Linked DNA regions of Sus scrofa: all the other regions are linked to region 2. Evidence: chromatin contacts called from public HiChIP or PLAC-seq and promoter capture Hi-C data. All regions are on one chromosome and are shown on one strand. The core of a region is the stretch at or near the end of the contact, and the rest is flanking DNA. Distances in the headings are between cores, read along the strand shown.

Region 1 (3,471 bases), core at 892-3,391, 350 kb before region 2:
AGATCTGGTTTAAACAGAAAATTTTGTTAGAATCTCGGATTTTGAAAAGTGATTTGGGGAGTTCTCCTCGTTGCAGAGTGGAAATGAATCCGACTAGTATCCATGAGGATGCAGATTCAATCCCTGGCCTGGCTCAGTGGGTCAGGGGTCCATTGTTGCCGTGAGCTCTGGTGTGGGTTGTAGATACAGCTCAGATTTGGCGTTACTATGGCTGTGGCTCTGGCTGTGGTCAGCAGCTGCAGTTCCTATTGTACCCCTTGCTTGGGAACTTCCATATGCCACCAGTATAGCCCTAAAAAAGCAAACAAAAAACTTATTGGATCTAGAAATAAATATTTTGAAGCTGTCATGATGGGGATGGTGGTTAAAGCCTTAGGAAGGAATTTATTTCTGCAGAGAAAGCTGAATATATAGAGAGATGTAAAAAGGGGAAGATGACAGAGGATCTAGTGAAGAAAACTGAAAAGGTGTGTCCAGAGAGTTAGCAAGGGAGCAAGTTGTAAATCCTAAAAGAGGAATTCTAGGAAATGTGCCATTGTTTCCATGCAGTTATTACTCCTGATGTGCACAGGTGAAAAATAAAGGAAAGTTGGAGTTTCCATTGTGGCGCAGTGGAAACAAATTCAGCTAGTAACCATGAGGTTGCAAGTTCAATCCCTGGCCTTCATCAGTGGGTTAAGGATCCCACGCTGCCGTGAGCTATGGTGGTGTAGGTTGCAGACATGGCACAAATCCAGTGTTGCTGTGGCTGGGGTGTAGGCCGTAGCTGTAGCTCCAATCCAACCCTAGCCTGGGAACCTCCATATGCCATGGGTGTGGCCCTAAAGAAGGGGGAAAAAAAAAAGGTTAAGGTGGGTTGAGATAATAATGGTTTTGTGATCAGAAGAGGCAAAAATTGCAAGGTAGCCATCTTTCTGTTCATGTCCACTGGTAAAGAAAGTCTTGTAGAGGAAAAACCTTCTGTTTTTGTTGAAGTTGGCATAACCTCTTTGCCCAGACCTTGATCATTGGCAAGCTGGATGGATGCTTTTCCTCCAGCTCAGTTGATGTGAATAAACAAGGTCTTATTCCTCCTGCCATGAATGGTGTTAGGGTGATGACTGTTTGTCCTGCTAGTCTCTGAGGGGTTTTCCTGAATACGTTTTTTGTGGTTTGCAAAATACGGACCCCACGCAAAATTATGCTATGAACTTAGATCACTCCAAACCAAAAGATCAGTGTAGAATTCAGAGCAATTAATCTAGTAGTTGCAAAGTGGTTTTTGTGGTTGTTTTTATCTCACATCTCTAGACCCGCACATTTAAATTCTGTATTGCACAAAAAGGCAGAACAAGGAAAAGTATACACAGGTGATTTGAATTTAATATTTCATAAAGAAAAATTATTTAGTAATTATAGTATGGGCTTGGGTAGTTTTGTGCCTAATATTTGTGGTAGGAAATATTTTTAATATCAAAGCCTGCGTTTCCTGCTGCTCTTTCTATGTTTATAATAAAGAGTTTTCATTCTTTACCTTTTTCAGTCACCAGTTCCTGTGGGTCTCATACCTGACATTCCCTCAAAATGGCATGCAGGTATTTATGAGTGGTTAGTCCAGGCACATTTCCAGGTCACTTAGCAGAGTCAGGGACCAGTGTAAAGGGACATCTGGGTACTTTCAGTAAAGCAGCAGAAATATGAGGTCTCATAGTTACCATCTGAGACCTAGGTCCCATCAAAATGAGAAGCATTTACAAGTGATGAGGGATGTTTTCCTGCTATGTTCTGATTCCTGACCCACAGATGAAAAGCCTTTCATTTTTTTGAAATTAATGCCGAGAAGAACTGAAAGACAAGGCAGTTCAGACTTACCTAAGGTTTAAATATCTGGGCTTTTGGCCTTTGCAATAAGAACTTAATAGTGTATTTCAGGGAAATTAGGTAATATGTTTTTTAGGTGAGTTTAGGTAATGTGTTTTTTGCTTGTGGTTATTGGAATATATAGTATACAATATATAAATTAGAATGTGGGAATTAGGTAGAAATGATTTAGTATGTCATTTACTTTTAGATTTCTGGCATGTGTACTTTTCTAAGACTCTGACCTCTGTAACTGTGCAGCGGGTCAAAGGATTGAACTCTTGACTCACCATGACGAAGGTCCTGTAATGAGTTCACTAATAGGAACCACATCGGATACTGTCAGATAGGACTAGCAGCCATGTGGGCCTGCTGGAGCTGAGCTTTTTAACACACACCAACTGGATGAGGGTCCTTGGGCCCTTCTGGCATCTCAAGAAGCTGGTTGTTGAATTTTCGATTCCACAAGGGTCTTCACTCTGTGGTGACAGTTTTTTTCTCTGTTGAATCAGTATTCAGTCTGTTCTGGCATTTCTCTTCTGGCCTTTTTTTTTTCTTCTTTGAATGAAGTGTTTCTGATTTAATAGGTAGGTGAAGGAGCACTGGCACTGGGGGCAACTGTATACATCTCTTTGGAAGGAATTGCATTCCTTTCTTTTCACTTAACCATTCATGAAAATCTTACATTCTTAGGTGGATGCTCTGCGGTTGCGTTTGGAGGAGAAGGAAACCATGCTGAATAAGAAGACAAAACAGATCCAGGATATGGCTGAGGAGAAGGGGACACAAGCTGGAGAGATCCATGACCTCAAGGACATGCTGGATGTGAAGGAGCGGAAAGTTAATGTTTTGCAGAAGAAGGTGAGGCGCAGGTATTCTGAGCCCAGGGCCTCATGTTGGGCACATGGCCTCATTCTTGCCCCTGAGTTATATCTAAGTGCTGTCAGTTTGTTTCATGCCTGTTTATGTTTTTGCTGGTAGTCATCAAAGTTGTTGTTGCAGTAGGTAGATTGTTAAAACTGCTCTGCATATTCTGTTTTTAAAATTTTGAAGTAAAAATTCTTTAGTGTCTTTAGTAGTATGTTCCATGTTCCTGTTTCTGAAAAGTGCCTGGTAAATTGACAGAGTGTTTGTGTTGGCATTCTCCTGCCTCTTCTAATCTCTGTATTTTATGGGAACTGTAGCCATGTGAGTTAGTGTAGCACATGGACAAGGGAAACCTGTAGCTCCATACACATGATCAACAAGACTACAGTTTTAAATAGAAGCACATGCTGCTGTCATGGCATATAATGTGCGTCTGTCAAGAAAAGGAAGACTGTCCTCCCTTTTTTACCTTAATAATCACTAGAAATTGGCTAACTGTAATAAATAAGGAAAGTCCTAACAAATGTCCCCCCCATACTTTTAGCTTAATTAAAGGGTGCCTTTGAGATAATAGTGACACTAGACACTGGTATTTATTGTTCCTCTCCACTGAGATTGATTAGAAATATTTGGCATTGTCTCAGTTTATTTTTAACAACTCTAACAAAATCCAAGGAATAAAACTCTCTTCACTAAACTTGACATTCAGCCTTTCTCTAAGTACACATGACCGTGTTCAGTATTTGTCCTCTGTTAAATTAGTTG
Region 2 (3,439 bases), core at 356-2,855:
TCCCAAATGCAGCGCGGCGGGAGCACAGTAGCTCAATCCATCCTCCAAACCCCTGCAGGGAGCAGTGGGTGGGAAGCGGCGAGTCCATCTCTGCATCCGCAGGGAAAAAAGGGGGGAGTGGGAAGGGGCAGCAGAGGGACCCCGGGTGCAAAGGGGTAAGGGTGGGGGTATGAGCCTGGGGCTTTGTGTCATCGCCCCCGCTGCATCCACCGCAATCATCTGTGTCTACGTGTGCGTGTCGCGTGACCGTGGGGGCCGTGGTGGTGACAGGAAGATGAACGGGGCGGGACAAGGGGAGCTGGCGCTGCCGCCCTCACCTGACCTTCTCACTATCCGTCATCTGCCAGAGTCCCAGGTTGAGCACCTTGAGGCAGGGCAGCTGCGTGATGCGCTCCAGGCCGCGCTTGGTGATGCGGGTGCAGCCGTACAGGTCTATGCCCGTGAGCTGGCTCAGGTGCTCCGCGATCAGCTCCAGGCCCTTGTCCGTGATGCGCACGCACTGTCCGATGTTGAGCGTGCGCAGCCCGTGCATCTGCCGCACCATGCGGTTGATGCCATCGTCACTGATGTGGCAGGAGCAAAGAGACAGGGACTTGAGGCCGTCCAGCCCCTGCGCTATGTAAGCCAGACTCTGGTCCCCCACCTTGTCACAAAAGGAGACGTCCAGCCCCGAGAGGCGCAGGCTGCCCATGGCCAGATGCATGATGCCCGTGTCACTGATGTTGTCGCAGGAGCGCAGGTTAAGGCTGCGCAGGCTGCCCATGTGCGACAGGTGCAGGAGGCCCGCGTCTGAGATGCCCCCGCAGAAGCTGAGGTTGAGAAGCCGCAGGCCCGTCAGCCCCCGGGAGATGTGCTTCAGAGATAGGTCCGTGAGCTTCTGGCAGTCCTGCAGCGTGAGCTGCTCCAGGCCTAGGCAGCCCTCGGCCGCGCTGCGCGTCATGCCGGCCAGGTGCCCGATGCCCACGTCTGAGAGGTGGCGGCAGCTGCGGAGATTAAGGCTCTTGAGGCGCTGCAGGCCCCAGGCGATGAGCAGGAGGCCGTGTTGGTGATGTTGCTGCAGCCACCCAGCTCCAGCACCTCCAGGCCCTTGAGGTACTGGGCTATGCGGCCCAGGCTGCTGTCGGTGATCTGCTTGCAGAGGCTCAGGTTGAGAGCACGCAGCGAGCCGATCTCCTGCACGAACGCGTGGCCCAGCCCGTTGTCGGTGAGGTTGTAGCAGCCGCTGAGGTTGAGGCTCTCGATGTTGGCCATGCCCTGGATCACGTAGCTGAGGCTGCGGCGCAGGCTCAGGATCTGCACCCGGCGGATGCCCCGGGCCTGCAGGCTGGGGAACAGCGACGGGTTGGCCCGGCGCAGGTGCAGCTTGGCCTCCACCCCCCGCCACACCGACTTGTGGTAGGCGGCGTCCCGCCAGGCCGTGCACACCTGCGCCGCGCGCCCCTTGTCGCGCACGTCCAGGTAGCCGAAGATCATGGCCAGCAGCTCGGGGAACAGGCACGAGATGTGCGTCTCCATCTTCCTCCCCGCGGCGCCGGGGAGGAGGCGCGGGCCCCGCTCCAGCCCGAGCGACGAGGCGGCTGGCCGGCCGCGCCGCGGGCCCAACGGACGCGCCTCCCGCCTTCCGGCTCGGCGCCGCTCCTCCTCCCGTCCGCGCGTCCTTCCTGCCGCCCTGCCCGCCCTCCCCGCCCGGCGCGCTAGGCGCTCACATCCCGGGCGGGCGCCCCCGCGGCCCGGCCCTCGCTGGGCTCAGCCCCGCCGCGCCCGGCCCGCGCCGCCCCGCGCGCCCCGCCGCCGCCGCCGCGCCCCCGGCCGCATCCTCCGGCGCCGCGCCGGCCGGGCTGCGCGCTCGGGCTGGGCGCCGGGAGGCTGCGGCCGCCTTTGTCCTCGCCCGCTTTTCAAAGCTGCCAGCGGGCCGCCCGCACTCGGCCGCCCCGGCGGGGGGACCTCGGGCCGGCGCGCGCTTAGCCCCCGCGTCCGCGCACGGGGCAGCGCCGGCCGGCACGGAGCGCGCGCGCGGAGCCGACCCGGGGCGAGCGGCGGCCGCGCCGGGGGCGTCCGGGCCGGACCCGCTGCTCTCCGCGCCTCCGCGCCCCCGCCCCCCGCGCTCCCCCGCGCGCGCGCGATGGTACGAGCCTGCGCGCCGGAACTGCCGGCGTTGCCCTGGAAACCGAGCGCCGGCCCGCCGCGGGTTAACCCTGTGCGCGCCGTCGGGGCGCCAACCGGGTCGGGCCGCGTCGCCGCCGCCGCCTCCCGGAGCCGCCGGCCTCGCCCGGCCCACGTCTGGGTTGCGCGCCGCCGCCGGGCCCGAGGCCTCTCCGTTCGCCTCCACCCTGACAGCCAGCTCCCTTTATCCTCCCGCAGACCCTCCTCCCAGACCACTGCTCGGCGACCGCCCCGCTCTCCTCCTTCCCTCCAGTCCCTAAGACCCCGCAGCGCGTCAGTGCGGCCGCCCCACCGGTCCTCTCTGGTGGGCGGCTTCCCACGGTGCCTTTCTCCCCAGACTTGTGCCCTAAACTGGAAAGAAACTCAGCTCTATCCGCCCGTCCCTTAGCCGAACGCAGGCCCTCCCAGTGCTCGATCTGGATTTACCCATTACCACTTCCTTCTAGCATGTTCCGGGTGTTTCCAGACATCACTGCCAGTGCGCTGCCCTGGGCTCGTTCGGCTTCAGAACTTCCTCCGCCTCCGCACTTGGCTGTGAGCCGTTGGCTGCCCCGCGTCTGGAGCCAGCAGCCTCACTTAAGCGCTTTCTTTCTTGTCAGCCTCTTAGACCACGCATGGCCCGGTTGTACTGATGGTTCATATAGTTTTGTGTGCCGACACAGATTTACTTTTAGATAAAGTAGAATGACGATTGGACTTGGCTTAAGGTGCTTCAGCAAATATCTGTTGGTTTATAAACTGTGTTCCGTGGAACTACGGAATGCTCCATTCTAGAATGTGGCTTCTGGATGTTAAATGCCCTTTCAGAGGATAGGATTTCAGAGTTTCATTTTAACTGCCCCCAAACCAAGACTTTTTGAATTAGAAAATGACCCTCTGTGTGGTTTTTTTAATTTCTTTGTTTGTTTGTCTTTTGGCCATTTCTCTGGCCGCTCCCGTGGCATATGGAGGTTCCCAGGCCAGGGGTCCAATCGGAGTTGTAGCCGCCGGCCTGCTCCACAGCCACAGCAACGCAGGATCCGAGCGGCGTCTGCGACCTACGCCACAGCTCGCGGCAAGGCCAGATCTTTAACGCACTGACCAAGGCCAGGGATCGAACCCGCAACTTCATGGTTCCTAGTCGGATTCGTTAACCGCTGAGCCAGACGGGAACTCCGACCCTCTGTGTTTTTAATAAATGTATGTATCCATCCAGCAAGATACATCTGATTCAGCTATCAAACAGTAAAATGGTTTCGTTGAATCCTTGAGGACCCGAACAAGATTTTGAATCATT
Region 3 (3,568 bases), core at 1,035-3,534, 450 kb before region 2:
TCCCTTAGGAAATGCCAAGGGTTTCGAGAACTGTGAGTCAGGAGCCTTGGATGAAGACCAAATAAATATATATGAGAGATATATTTTATTCATCTGAATGACCAAATACATATTTTTTGCCTTTCTGTCTTTTTAAGGCTGCACCTGTGGCATATTGAGGTTCCCAGGTTAGGGGTCGAATCGGAGCTGTAGCTGACGACCTATGCCACAGCCATAGCCAAGCAGGATCTGACCTACACCACAGGTCACAGCAATGCCAGATCCCCAACCCACTGATCGAGGCCAGGATGGAACCCGCAACCTCATGGTTCCTAGTTGATTTGTTTCCGCTGAGCCACGACGGGAACTCCCTGTTGTTGTTTTTTAAAGTTTTTTGAAGTTTCCATTTCTTCTATAGTCATATTTTCTGTTTATCCTTCCCCTTCCTTCCCCCAGCCCCAAGCTGGAGACTTCTAACAGTCTTTGGTTGACTGTTCATATTAAGATGAGGTAGTTGGATGCTGATGACAAATCTTTAGAACTTGGGAGGGTCTTGTCAACTTGCAGTTTCACTCTAGGGTGAGTTTTTAGGAAACTGCCTATTGTGTCAGAATAAAGAATGCTTTGCTCTTAGTCATTAAACACTCTCCCCAAAGATTACGAATACTCTTGACTTCTAGCTTAGGATAAATGCTTAGCTATTTTATCAAAGGTAAAGGGAGGGTTCTGCTGTTCAGAGATTTTTGGTTTCCTTGTTTTCAGCCCTGCTTCTCACTCTTGCTCCGTCACTGTCTCAAAATTTGTTTTTCTATATCACTTCTGGCAGGGAGGTCTCCTTTCACGGTTGCAGTATCCCCCTACATCTATTTCACATTACGGATTCTTCCATTTTTGTTTTAATCAGTCTTCACTCACTTTCTGTGTGAAAAATTACAAAAAAAATATTTTGGTGGCTTCCTTCCCAGGTTCTGTTTTGTATGCTTTTTTTTCCCCCCATTCCTTTATTAGTATTTTAATGGGTCTCAGGAAGAAGAGGCAATTAATGCTAGTACTCAGCCAGCTTTAATTAAAAAAAATCCTAAATGTAGGTTTAAAAAGAGGTACCTGGGGGAGAAACAACTGTGGAATGGCAAAAAAAGAAAATTCCAAGTCTGTGATACTGACAGTATTCCTGTGTGTGTAGAACTTAATGCTTAGCATCTTACCACCTACAGATCCACAAAGGGATATGACAGATCTGAGCTATCTAGTTCACACCCCACTTTACAGTTAAGAAAAGTAGGACCTAGAAATAATGTGATTTTCCCGTGGTCACACAAGCAGAAAGTGGAAGAATAGAAACTGCAAAGATACGACGAGTCCGCTTTGCTTTGCTTTTACTTCACCATGTTAAAAATCGGGGGAGCAGGACGGCAGATCAGCAGTTAGATGAGGAAGATCTTGAAAAACAGTCAAAAAAGGTTGGCTTTTCATAAGCGAGTAGTCACATGCCCGAGAAAATGAAATATTTTAGGGTGCTTAACTGCAAGACCTAGTGTCCTAATAGTGGGCCGCCACGTGTGGAACGTACTGAAGGGGGCGACTGTCCAGCAGACCGGGAACCGCAGGAACCCGAGTGAGCCCGGGCGGGATGTGGATGCGGTGAGTGAGAACGCCGAGGGGAGGGAAAGTGACGGTGAGGTCCTGAGGCAGGGCAGACTGGGTAACTGTGGTAGAGACTGAGCCTGACTCCACCGCTCACACCCGCAGGCGCGAAATAAACCTAATCAGCGTCCCTCTCACTCTCTCAGCTTACCTACATCCTTACATTAACAGAGCGCGGTTCCAGCGGCGCTTCGGCACCTGAGGACTGGGGCGCCTGACGCGCGCGGCCGGCTGCCGCGTGGACCAAGGCGGCGGGTCTCGGCGAGCTCCGGACTTGCGCCCGCTTGCGGGCAGCCGGAGGGCCCAGGCCCGGAAGTTCAGCAGAGGCGGGCGAGAGAGCGAGCAACACGGCGCTCCGAGCCTCCTACCAGCGGTCCGGCCAGGATGTCCGCGACACGCCCGCGAGGCGGGGGCCCACAGCTTGTACGGCGCAGCATCCTACGGCAAGCGGGAGGAGACAGGCGCCACCCGCCCGCGCGGCGAGTGCGCGCGTGTGCGCCGCGGAGCGCGGAGCCGCCCGCCCGCCGGCCCCTGGAAGGCGCCCGAAGCCTGGGAGCTGCTGAATCTCTCTCCCAGGAGGCTGCGGGAAGGCCAGCGGGCGCGGCCAGCGGGGGCGGGGCTCTAGTGACGTCAGCCAGGGGCGGGGCTGGAGTCTCGCGCAGGGGGCGGGGCGCGATGACGTCGGGCGCCCAGGCCGAGCTGTGGCGGCGGTGGCGGCGGCGGTAGTGGCGGCGGCTCCCGGGCGGCAGCGGGAGCGGCAGCCCTGAGGAGGGTGAGACGGCGGCGGTGGCGGCAGCTCGGAGTCGGGCAGCGCCTGAAGCTTCCCGCCCGTCGCTGGCGCTAGGCCCCCGTGCTCTCCTCCGCCGGGTCTTCCTCACGGCCCTGGCCGGGGCAGGGCAGCGCGCCCCCGGGGAGGGCGGAGCCGTAGGTGAGGCGCGGGGACCCCTCCCCCTCCGCGCCCTGCCGGGGGGATGGGGCGTCGTGAGGGCGGCCCCACCCAGCCCACCGGCGGGCCCCACCCGGGCGGTCTCGGGGCGGCGGCGCCGTGGCGGCGGCGGGGACCGGCGGGGGCTGCGGGTGCCTGGGAGCGCGGGTGGCTGGCCCGCGGCGTGATGTTGCGGGCGAGGCAGAGGAGATGCAGGCATCGGGGAGCCCCGAGGAAGCTGGGGTGCGGTCAGGGTGGATGTGGGTTTTGGGTACCGATGTACAGTGGTGAAGGAGGTGAGGATTCTGGGTTTTTCCCTTCTGTGAAATGTTAAGGTAGGAGATGGTGGGATTCCAAAAGGGAGATGAGCAGTGGATGCTTGCTTGCCTTTGAGGCAGTTGGAGAAGATGTTGCTCTGGGTCTCACGTTTCTGCTTGAGGGTTTGGGGTCTTTTTTCTTTTTTTTGCTCCTGGCGTGGCTGGTGGGGTCGAGGAGGGAAGAAACTCTATCTGCCTTTCGCTCAGGGGGGATAAATTGTAAGCGTGGCTGAATTTGGAGTTTTATACCCTTCAGGAAAAGCGAGATCTTCGGTTAGGACAACTTCATTCTGGCAGCAACAGTAGGGAATAGGTCCCATTCCACTTAGTCCCTTAAAGGCGTTATCTTCCACTCTTTTTTTGTGCCCAAATGATCTCATTTTTAAGCTTTATCCTAGCCCCGTAAGAGAAGGCCTGAGGATCAGGTGGTTGCTTTGGAAGACACATTTCTGAGGAGTAGTTTGCAGGTGGTTGTTGTTGACTACTTTGGATGGATGAAATGAACAGTTTGAACAGTTCTGTTGGCGCTGGTTATATGAAAAATGTTTAAATGTTTTAAAGCCCAGTTTTCTTTTACAACTCATTTCTTAGTAGACCTTGACATTTAGGTATTTTGTGTTTAACACTTAATTATTAGAAATGATTTTTATTTCTCAGTTGCATATGTCTTTATTAGACACTTTAAAAGTGACGGGGATGTGGC
Region 4 (3,509 bases), core at 94-2,593, 270 kb before region 2:
ACAACTCGTACAACTCAACAACCCAATGAAAAATGGGCAAAAGACCTGAATAGACATTCCTCCAAAGAAGATATACAGGGGGCCAACAAACACATGAAAAAATGCACATAGTATTTTCTAAAAGACTACAACAAAGGGACCTTATTTAGAATGATCAGGAAAGGCATCGCAACATTGCTTTATTTACAACAGTTTAAAGCTTTAGGGTAACCTTATGATTTTTACAAAAATTTTAAAAAATTAATGCATGCTTTTAGTCTCTGCTGCAGTTCCTTTCCACAGGATATAATGAAGCCCTTTGTCATCTGGTCAGAAAAACTCAAAAGATTTCAAATTTGTAGATTTAAAGACTTAGATATTATCATTTGAACATAATTTACCTTTTTTTTTTTTTTTTTTTTTTTTTTAAGTGCTTGAGTTTAAAGCATGGTAGCCAGAATGAGAATGCTGGCTCATGCCAGTTTTTTTCAAGTTTAGAAATCGTTACTGGAAAGCAGAGGACTTATATTTCATAGGACACAGGTGCCCCTCTAGCCCCCCTGCCCTCAATCTCTGAGCCTCTGGGAGCTAAACATCTTGTGGAGCATCCAGTCTTCTGCTCTGAGAGCATCAAGCCCTGTTCATAAAAGTGTGTGAGAATGCAGAGCATTCTACCTAACAGATACATATTATGATCACATTAGTATGAACAGTCCTTTTGTTCCACCTTATTTCCTTCCAGTGGGATTAATACTTCAATCATCATTGGTAAATTTGACATTCGGTTTTTCTGGATTCGTGTCATCTCTTCTCACCTTAAGGACAGATGTATAATATTATTAAGATTGTTTCCTTTTCTATAGTGCTATAATGGGCTGTATTTATAGATTATAGAAGTTTCCTAACACCTCTTAAATTCTTTCTCTTTACTTATCCTTTAAAGTCTTAACTGATATCTGTGTCAGGATTGATGGGGATTTTTGGCATAAGTAGCTGAGCAGTCTGAGAGCATTACAAATACAAACACATTTCTCAGAACTATGTAGGATCATTCAGAAGTCTAGTTGTAAGCAGTGTAAATTGTGCTTTTAAGGCAGTTTACTGATTTCTGCAGAAATCATTTTTCATCAGTGGAAAGATTAAAGAGAGTGTTGTTATGAAACATTTTATTGATAAACATATGGAAAGTACATTTTTAATATCCAAGATTTCTTAGATGTGACAGTTAAATTCACAGCCGTTTTCTCTTTGCCATTGTGTAGTCATTTTGGTATTGAAATCAGGCTCTGTCAAGAGGAACCTAGTAAGTTTCATTGTGGACTCCTGCTCTAATGTCAAGGGTTTGACTTTCCTTTGTTATGGTGACTGGTTATGAAATCAGTCACTTGACAGACCCTGAAGTGAGACTGCTGGAAATACGTCACGTCTGCCTTCCTGGTGACAGCTGGCTACAAAACAACCCACCAGAGCCTTTCTGCAATTGACAAGGGACTTCAAAGGCCAACAGGGCTGCCACTTCAAAGAGAGTTCTGCCATCTCTGGCTTGTTGAAAGAAGAAGTTAAATGGCTGTACCCTGCCGTAGCAGAAATCTCCATGTTTAGACTTCTCCTCCTTTTGATCTTAGAGAGATGTATGAAATGGGCTTTAAGCTAAAGGAATGATATAGTCTGCAGTAATGGCAACCCAATATTATTCTGCATTTCAGTCCACTTATTTGTGGAAATTACCCAAATATGTTCAAATACCAGCAAGTGTAAAAACTCAAATGTCTCAGACAGCAAATGTTCAAAAGAAGAGTCGAAACTCTGTATTGATGTAGCCACCTTCACAAATGAGAATAAGCCAGGTGGTGAATTAAAATGAAACTCTCAGTGTGTTTTAAAAGCTCTCCTTCAGTTTCTCCTTGTAATTTTTACCCTGTTCAGTAGATTCAAATTCTGAATGTTGATAGTAAGAATGACACAACTAAAACCTGTAATCTCAAGACCAGTTTGCATGGTTTAAACTGACATTTCTCTCTTTTTAGTAACTGTGCTTAAAATTTTATACTACCTTGTACCATTTAAAATCTTATTCCTCCGGCTTTGCTGGATACACTTTTGAAGTAATTACTTCATCTTTGTATTAAACAGACAAGCAAACAGAGATTCCAGAGTTTTAATAAAACTTTTGGCGGAAGATGAGAATATCAGGCATCGTGAAGAATCACAAAGAAAAGGCAGCAGCATGAGTTACTGCAGTTAGAATAGCATGACCTTTTCTTCATTACATGGTTTCCTTCTTATGTTGTTGTAGAGAAATAAAACTAAGCCTCCTTGAATTCTTTCGTACTGAACTTCTATTGTCTTAATTTCTCTGTACATGAAATAAAAAAGTTTGACTTGCCAGAAGCTTGAGTCAGTATAACTTCCTCTATAATTTTACCAGATGGGGTCAGTACACAACAACTAAAGAAATTCTGAAGGGAAACTGAAGCCCCCAGGAAGTAACCACATGCTGTGGTTATGATCAAAAAACATCCCTAGATTCATCAGTAGTTTGAAAAGTAGTTCCTAAAAAATAATATGCTTGTGGTTGTCATGTTTGTTTGCATAGTTTCTTCCTTTTGAAAACTTCTTTATAAAATAGTATGTGATTATATTATCCTGGAAGTTAAGGAAATATCTGTCTCTCTGAATTTCATCTTGATTTTTTTCCTTTTTATTCAACAAAAATACCACATTTGTGTTCAGAAGTTCAAAATCAAATGAAAAAATTAGCTGTATTGGAGAAGAAATAAAAACCTTGGCACACCCCAAAATGAACCACAGAGTTGAGTGCCAGAGTCTGTAGATACTGGTTTTCAAAGGAGTTGTGTTTTTGTACTTCTGTCTAAACCATCTAACCACTGCTGGACTGGGAAGTGCTTTTGGAATCTTGGTGGTGGATCTATAACAGATGATATTTAGTTTGCTTGTAATGAGTTCTTGGGGTGTTTGGCCCTTATACTGTTATCTCCTACTGAGAAGTTTGAATAACCAAGTTATTGATGATAGAGGCAGTTATCCAGGATGTGGCTGAAGGTGTCGTTGTGGAGCCAGATGGCTTCCCCCTGATTTTTATATGCAGTTTGTGTTCTCCTTGGCTGCACCTTCCTGGATGTTTTCAGTGAAACATATTTTCCTAGAGAAATGTTTACAGTAGGGTTTATCCTGCACAACAGATAGTTTTTGTGTGTGGCATGGCCCAAGCTCTGTTTTGGTCCCTTCCTCTTACCTCCATTCTCTTTAGTGAATGAATGAAGAGGCAGTGAGGTTTACTGTAAAGTGCACTGAGCCAGAATCACATGATATGGATTCTGTTTCTTCTTCTGTTTATTAGCTGTAATTTAGGGCGGGTCCTATAGTTTTTCCGGGTCTCACCTGTGTGGAGTGAATTATTACCCCCAAAAGTGTTTTAGTAGCCTACAAAGGTGGTACACAAATGTGAGCCTCATTATTATGACCAGAATTATTGTATGCACTCGTGGGCGCGCGCACGTGTGTGTGTG

The links. Promoter capture Hi-C pulls out the DNA fragments that hold promoters and counts their contacts. HiChIP or PLAC-seq counts read pairs in DNA pulled down with a chosen protein or histone mark.
Region 1: a promoter capture Hi-C map of liver shows a contact between it and region 2, with 8 times the contacts expected there. The contact joins the enhancer-like site here to the promoter of FBXL14 in region 2. A contact is called at or near these places in 4 of 5 promoter capture datasets (fetal liver, fetal skeletal muscle, liver and 1 more), 27 of 47 Hi-C or Micro-C datasets (adipocytes, adipose tissue, alveolar macrophages and 17 more) and 2 of 2 datasets of contacts at active chromatin or transcription factors (alveolar macrophages and skeletal muscle).
Region 3: a promoter capture Hi-C map of fetal liver shows a contact between it and region 2, with 2.9 times the contacts expected there. The contact joins the promoter of ERC1 here to the promoter of FBXL14 in region 2. A contact is called at or near these places in 3 of 5 promoter capture datasets (fetal liver, fetal skeletal muscle and liver), 3 of 47 Hi-C or Micro-C datasets (embryonic fibroblasts, mesenteric adipose tissue and subcutaneous adipose tissue) and 1 of 2 datasets of contacts at active chromatin or transcription factors (alveolar macrophages).
Region 4: an H3K27ac HiChIP or PLAC-seq map of alveolar macrophages shows a contact between it and region 2, with 4 times the contacts expected there. The contact joins the enhancer-like site here to the promoter of FBXL14 in region 2. A contact is called at or near these places in 1 of 5 promoter capture datasets (liver), 13 of 47 Hi-C or Micro-C datasets (alveolar macrophages, brain, embryonic fibroblasts and 7 more) and 2 of 2 datasets of contacts at active chromatin or transcription factors (alveolar macrophages and skeletal muscle).

The regions. Positions count from the first base shown.
Region 1 is chr5:68,326,335-68,329,805 of Sscrofa11.1, forward strand. It overlaps ERC1 (ELKS/Rab6-interacting/CAST family member 1), which reads left to right. Exons shown (of 20, transcript XR_002344310.1): 8 at 2,533-2,700. Among named protein-coding and RNA genes, the nearest start is that of ERC1, 100 kb to the left of the region's middle. Within about 2 kb of position 2,142, at least 3 of the 83 cell types and tissues checked have an H3K27ac peak or open chromatin away from gene starts, as enhancers often do. A contact at or near this core is called in fetal liver and liver, where this site is marked.
Region 2 is chr5:68,676,614-68,680,052 of Sscrofa11.1, forward strand. It overlaps FBXL14 (F-box/LRR-repeat protein 14), which reads right to left and starts at 1,606. Exons shown (of 2, transcript XM_021092497.1): 1 at 1,044-1,606; 2 at 1-1,041. The coding sequence starts at 1,515. The coding sequence ends at 314. The region is part of intron 1 of WNT5B (protein Wnt-5b); the gene reads left to right.
Region 3 is chr5:68,221,438-68,225,005 of Sscrofa11.1, forward strand. It overlaps ERC1 (ELKS/Rab6-interacting/CAST family member 1), which reads left to right and starts at 2,285. Exons shown (of 20, transcript XR_002344310.1): 1 at 2,285-2,551. It also overlaps a transcript of RAD52 not described here.
Region 4 is chr5:68,409,463-68,412,971 of Sscrofa11.1, forward strand. All of the region lies in intron 14 of ERC1 (ELKS/Rab6-interacting/CAST family member 1), which reads left to right. Among named protein-coding and RNA genes, the nearest start is that of ERC1, 190 kb to the left of the region's middle. Within about 2 kb of position 1,344, at least 13 of the 83 cell types and tissues checked have an H3K27ac peak or open chromatin away from gene starts, as enhancers often do. A contact at or near this core is called in alveolar macrophages, where this site is marked.